Regions from separate parts of the Mus musculus genome. Here region 1 is linked to region 2. Evidence: chromatin contacts called from public HiChIP or PLAC-seq data. All regions are on one chromosome and are shown on one strand. The core of a region is the stretch at or near the end of the contact, and the rest is flanking DNA. Distances in the headings are between cores, read along the strand shown.

Region 1 (2,814 bases), core at 155-2,654, 330 kb after region 2:
TCTTCACTTTCTTAATTGTTTATTATTATTATTATTATTATTATTATTATTATTATTATTATTATTTTGCTATTGCTGTTGGTCCTGGGTTTTTTTTGAACACTAGGTTGGCACGCAAGTGTTGAGACAATATCCTCCATCATTTGTTTATACATATGGGCTCTTACCATTTAGTACAAGCTAGCCAAGAGCTTGCTGTATATCCCAGTCTGACTTTGAACTTGTGATCTTCTCACTTTTGCTTCCTGAAGGATTGGGTTACAGGCATGAGCCACTGTGTTAATTCTAAGAGCTTCCTTCCACTGATCTAGTGGGATGATTTTCTCTTGGTGAGAACATTGTAGCAAGAAACTGAAATTGGGAAGACTGGGAAAATGTCCTTTGCTCCTTAAGTGAAGCAACGGTCAGTAAGCTATGGTCAGTAGCTGTAAATAGATGAAACACTAGTTATCTGTCCCAATATCCATCCTTCCTGATCATAGAGTTACGTTATAATATATTCTCTTCTAGTGATATTATTTCTTCCCTTAACATGACTTGATTTCATAGCTAAGTGTCCTGTTTTGTACTTTTCAAAAATTTCTGTTTTAAGGCTGTTGATGGCAGCATTTCTGTGATCCATAGGTTTATTCTTATATCCATATTTCTTCCATGTTGGGCTTTATAGAATTAACATAAAAGTTGATGCTTACTTGTCTTAGAATAGAAAATCATCCCTGATGGTCAATTAACTATTATTGTGAAAGATTATATTGTCATATCACTTTCTGTAGAAAAATGTAAGCTTAAAATCTATTATTTCATCTATACGTTAATTTTAGAAATAGAATTTTCCAACTTTCTAGGGTTTGAATGCTATGACTTAGAAGTAATGATTTAATACTTATGCAGGGAGTTGCTCTCAGGTCCACAGGGAACCTAGATAGTCATTCTCAGGCAGTCATCTTCAATCTTCTTTGCTGAGGATTTTCCAGAATTTCAAATTTTGCTCTAGGGAAAAACGTAATTAAAACTGGAGTGGTCGGAGCCACATCCATGACCTCTTCAGATAGCACTGATGTATGGTGGGGAGAATGGTCAGTCAGGGAGGTAATGAGATGTGAAAGTTCTTACTTGTTCTTACTTTCTACTCCTCGCTTGTGAACTGTCCCTTATGTCAACTCTTCAGGCCTTGAGTAAAGGCTATAGTCACATCTTCTTATAAAAGGATTGAACATTGCTATTCTGAGAATGCAGAATGCAAAATATTTTGTTAAAATGTGACCATCTCAAGACTTGTCAACCTCAATCCCCTTCACCAATTATGCCTTCTATTTCTAAGGATAAAAGGAAAGTAAATATTGCCCTACTAAAACTGGAGCAAGCTTCCATTTATAGCCAGATGATTAACTTCCTGCATGACTAATGAATGCAAAGTGGACGACCTAATGCTGTTGGCTGTGTTACATTTCAGTTTATGAGGGGAGAGAAACAGTGTCAACCGACATTATGTATCTACTGACTTCCAGGAATACCACTGCATAATAAAGACCAAAAGATAAATGAGAGCAATGTACAGCTATGCATTCAAAATTATTTTCTTCTTCCTAATGGGGACATTGTGTTCATGAGATAACCACTGTTTTAACAAGATTCTATAGCTAGGAATAGCATTCTGTATAATTTGTGTTAATTTAGTCATTGAGGAGAAGGTTAATTGAAGGTAAAGTTGTAATTACATTATATCCCTGTGTGAGATTTATTTTACAAAAGTAACTATAGTATCATAATAAACTGGCCCCAAAACAATGACACAGGAACTAGAGGGCTTAATATAGTTAAGTAGAATACAATTGCAATGATTCTTGTATAATTACACAAAGTAATTTTCTAAATAATTTTTTATGTAACAGAAACACATCTGAAGCTATTTTAAAAGGAAAACACATTGATATTCAGTTGCTGTGGTCGACAGTTTAATTTATGTTGAGTCAAAAGATCCAAGTTAGACCTTCATGCAGACATCATAGTTAATAACGATTTGAGAAACACTGTCCTTGTGTTCCAAAGGAAATTCTTGGACACACCCTACCATGGTCACAAAGTGACACAGAATATTGGATCTGGAAGTCATCAGTATAAATTAGTAAATGTCTGGGGCCTAAGAGTTTGGAAATGTATATGTACTGCTTTGCTTCCTATAGACCAGCATTTAGGATTAAGTTACCTGGGGAGAGTTTCCTGTATGAACTACTATTCCCATAAAGGTGACTTTAGAGAAAATGAACAAATATATGTATTTTCAAAAAATACTTCACTGGATAGCAGAGGAGGTAAGTGACTTCTGAGTCATTCATGGTTTTGGTTTGCAGCTTTAAGTTATTCAACAGATGACCAGGTATCTAATAGCCTTGGTCTCAGGTTTATTAATTTAGTTTTCTGGGAAAGACTGTTATAGACTAGTGAAAAAAGGCACTTAGAGCAAAACATAAAGAAGAAAAAAGATGCGGATTGATACCATGACAGCCATTATTGTCTAATATGGATTGGTAGATTTCTACTTCTCCACATTTTCACTGATGATGCTTCAAGGTCACTTTGCTTTAAATAGACAAGGAGACAGATTCAAGAAAAAACAAAAAGAAGATGCAAAGAAAAGTGACAACCCTTATGACAGAAGACCCTGGTCTGGGGGATGTGGTAATCCACTTATAAATATCATGGAGACTCTAGTTACTGACGGAGCTGGGTGTCCTCTGGTTGCTGATACACAGGCAAAAAGAGTTTTCCAGTAGGATTGACCTCACTTTCAAAATTCACAAGTACTTGTTTCTA
Region 2 (3,171 bases), core at 89-2,588:
CATCTTCTGATGCCCAGAGGCTACAGAGGCAGTCCCTGGGCATCGGTGAGATTAAATCTTCCCAGGTGATTCCAGTGGCAGGAAGCTCTGGAGACCATTTTACCCACATGCATTGGAGTTAAATGCACTGACAATGTGGCCTCAATGAGAAACTGGTTGCTGTCTCATATCGTAGTATAAATTTGATAGAATATGTTGTCATGGTCAGTTCTGTTATTAACAATGGGCAGGGTTTGTCATATGATGGAAAGTGCCCACACCCTTCCCCCAACTACTTCTTCCTTCCTCCCTTTTTCTTTTATTTCCCCTTTTTTTCCCCTTGAAGCTAAGAACACAAACCCAAAATTGAAGATATTTCTACTTCCTGGAGGGATATTCTGACTGAAACCACACTATTCTGTTCTAAAGTACAAAGACCATACCTTTGGCTGTATGCTCTCAGGGGTCCTTCAGCTATATGCCCTAGTTTAAAGGCTACTACGACAGCAAAACATTTAGCTTAGTGCTGATGCGAGGGGAGTTGTTCATATTGATCAGGCAGAGTGAAAACGTTTGCCTGGACAACCCTGAAGTCTTTCAGCAGAGTTTGAAATTTTTCTGTAAGGAAAGATTTTTTTTTTTTTTTTTTTTTTTTTGTACTAAACCAGGTTTTGAAACCTAGAATGCGAATTTTAAAAAATATTTGTTCTAGAAAACCATATATGTTCCCACAGAAAAAGGCAGCCTGGAAGGAAACATAGTTGTAACATATAAAACATGAAATATGCTGAACCGTTGTGTGAAAGGACACATGATGCTAGGCTGAATTCTCGACACCCACGGACGGGGTTCAACCCCGCAGGAACTCCAGCTTCTGGTCCTCTCTCAAGGCTCGTCCAAGTATCACTTCTTGAAATGTAAATATTACTGTAAGAAGCAACTTGTTAAACCCTTGCATCATAAAGCATACCAAGTTTCCCTATAAGTGCAGATTAGCCAAGGAAACTGAGAGGCTTGCGCTGGAAAGCCCAAAGAAAGAGGATGGAGGAAAGAAATGTGTAGTAAGGATTGGGAGCCAAAGGGCCTTTCTCCTTCAGTTTGACATTACAGTTGGCTAGGGCCCAACCATGGACAGTTTAACTTGGTTCATTTGTTGAGTTTATGCTCCTATCCTACAAAATTCTTGCCGACTCCCCCCCCCCCCCCTTTAAATGGTACGTCATAGAGAACAGCAAAAGCTACGGAGTGGCTATGGTGTCTCACGTTGTCTCACGCGACTTCCTAGATTCCAGAGGCTTCTTTTCTGTGGGCGTGGCCAAGGCAGCGGGGGTTTATGACAAAGTTGAGCGACCTCATGTCACTCAAACCAGCTGTATTAAGGAAGGTGCAAGCTTTTGGGATTTCTGTTTGGATTTAGTTTAGGTTCAAAAGAGCACGCACAGATCCTGAGTGTTGTCAAGCACCCGTGACTGGGAAACGGAGGCGTCCGATCCGTATTGGAGTCAATTCGCCACTTAATTGGTGAGTCTCTCCACCTATGGCACTGCAGCAGTACGTTTCTGTCTGCAAACATAAACATATTCAATCAATACAAAGCAAAACCTTGCTTCTCAGAGGCTCTCCTATGCTCTCTTGTTGGTTTGTGAAAATAGCTAAGTAGTGGTGTTCAGTTCATCCTATTAAAGAGCCTTCATCAGGGAATACTGAGACAACTCTTGGTGGCAGCAGGCTTAGTCATCCTGCTGTGACAAAGGGATGAATAATGTTTTTTAAATCTCACATCTACCAACACTCTCTTTTCAAAATGGATCCTCCATTACAGAAAAGGAGCTACTGCAGATACATGCGGTTAGCAGTTCTACCTTTTTCATAGCTTCGTTACTAAATCAAAGGGTGCATGACACCGTTCCTCATAGAATGGAATGACTTCGTGACTTCTCAGCGTTTACAGTTCTCGCTTTGGAAGATGTTGGTTTGTGTTCTTGCGACCGTAAGAGTGACTTCTGTCTTCCTGTTAGCTGCTTTCTCTCACGTCTTGGTTATTAGGCCATTAAACCCTCCTCCATTTGAAATGTGGCTTACTCATGCTTTGTGATGTAGCTGCTATTTGTCAAAACGGTTCTCAGAATCCCATTTTCTGGTTACCATTAGAGCACAGCACGAAACCCTGAAGATAAAGGATGATGTTGGTAAATATTTTCATCAGACTTTGTGAGAATTCAGATTTCTAATAAAATTAATTTGAGAAAAATCAATGACCCTATGAGTTTAAGAGGACTTTCATTATTCCAAGGTAACAGTTTCCAAAGCTTAGTATGTCCTTCAAAAGCTTATTGTCTAAAATGTTCTTTCTCCTCCTTCTAGGGCGGATTTCCCCTTCTGGGTCATGACTAACTACATTGCTCATACTAGCCAGAATTATATATCCCTGTACATTCCCCACTTCTTTTCCACTCAGAATAGTTGATAATCTGCGTAGTTACAAGAATATCCACGCACAGCAGTGGCTTATTCAAAAAAGGTATCATACCACTGTTGTTTCTTTTCCTTGGCAAAAAGGGAATATTTTGTTCCTACAATTATAACTTCTAAATATTAAAAAGTGAGTAGTGAATTCTGATAGACATTTCTTCAAAAATCTGTCAAATTAGAATACATCTTACTACTAAAGTCATTTTGTGATTATAAGCAATAAACTTTTCTTCTTGCTTTTTTCTTTTCTTTTTCCTTATTTTTCTGTTCTTTCTTCTTTTCCTTCCTCCCTTCCTCCCTTCCTCCCTCCCTCCCTTCCTTTCTCTCCCCCCAAACCCCCAGACAGAGTTTCAGGACAACCAGGACTACACGAGAAACTCTGTACTTTTACTCTTTTATATACACAGCCTGCTTTCTCATAGAACCAGCCCAGGATCACCAGCCCAGGGATGGCACCACCCATAGTGGGCTTGTCCCTTCCCCAGAAATCACTAAATCAGAAAATGCTCCGTAGACTTGTCTACAGCCAGATACTATGAAGGCATTTCTCAATTGAGGCTCCCTCCTCTCTGATGACTCTAGCTTGTGTCAAGTTGCCACAAAACGAACCTGTACGACATCAGAGAACAACAAGAGTCAACAATCCTTGTCCTATAGTGGCAAACTTGTCTCTAAATTTGTATCTCCATATTCATAGATTAGGATAGCTCTGGAACATCA

What was found. HiChIP or PLAC-seq counts read pairs in DNA pulled down with a chosen protein or histone mark.
Region 1: a contact with region 2 is called in an H3K4me3 HiChIP or PLAC-seq map of bone marrow-derived macrophages, with 4 times the contacts expected there. The contact joins the enhancer-like site here to the promoter of 4930440I19Rik in region 2. A contact is called at or near these places in 6 of 484 Hi-C or Micro-C datasets (the AtT-20 cell line, bone marrow-derived macrophages, cortical neurons and 2 more) and 2 of 115 datasets of contacts at active chromatin or transcription factors (bone marrow-derived macrophages and pancreatic cancer cells).

Annotation. Positions count from the first base shown.
Region 1 is chr2:78,376,862-78,379,675 of GRCm38.p6, forward strand. No RefSeq gene overlaps it. Among named protein-coding and RNA genes, the nearest start is that of Gm46750, 9.6 kb to the right of the region's middle. Within about 2 kb of position 1,405, at least 1 of the 459 cell types and tissues checked has an H3K27ac peak or open chromatin away from gene starts, as enhancers often do. A contact at or near this core is called in bone marrow-derived macrophages, where this site is marked.
Region 2 is chr2:78,049,839-78,053,009 of GRCm38.p6, forward strand. It overlaps 4930440I19Rik (RIKEN cDNA 4930440I19 gene), which reads left to right and starts at 1,339. Exons shown (of 7, transcript NR_108098.1): 1 at 1,339-1,500. It overlaps Gm52519 (a long non-coding RNA gene), which reads right to left and starts at 2,146. Exons shown (of 3, transcript XR_003953861.1): 1 at 1,842-2,146; 2 at 1,243-1,542.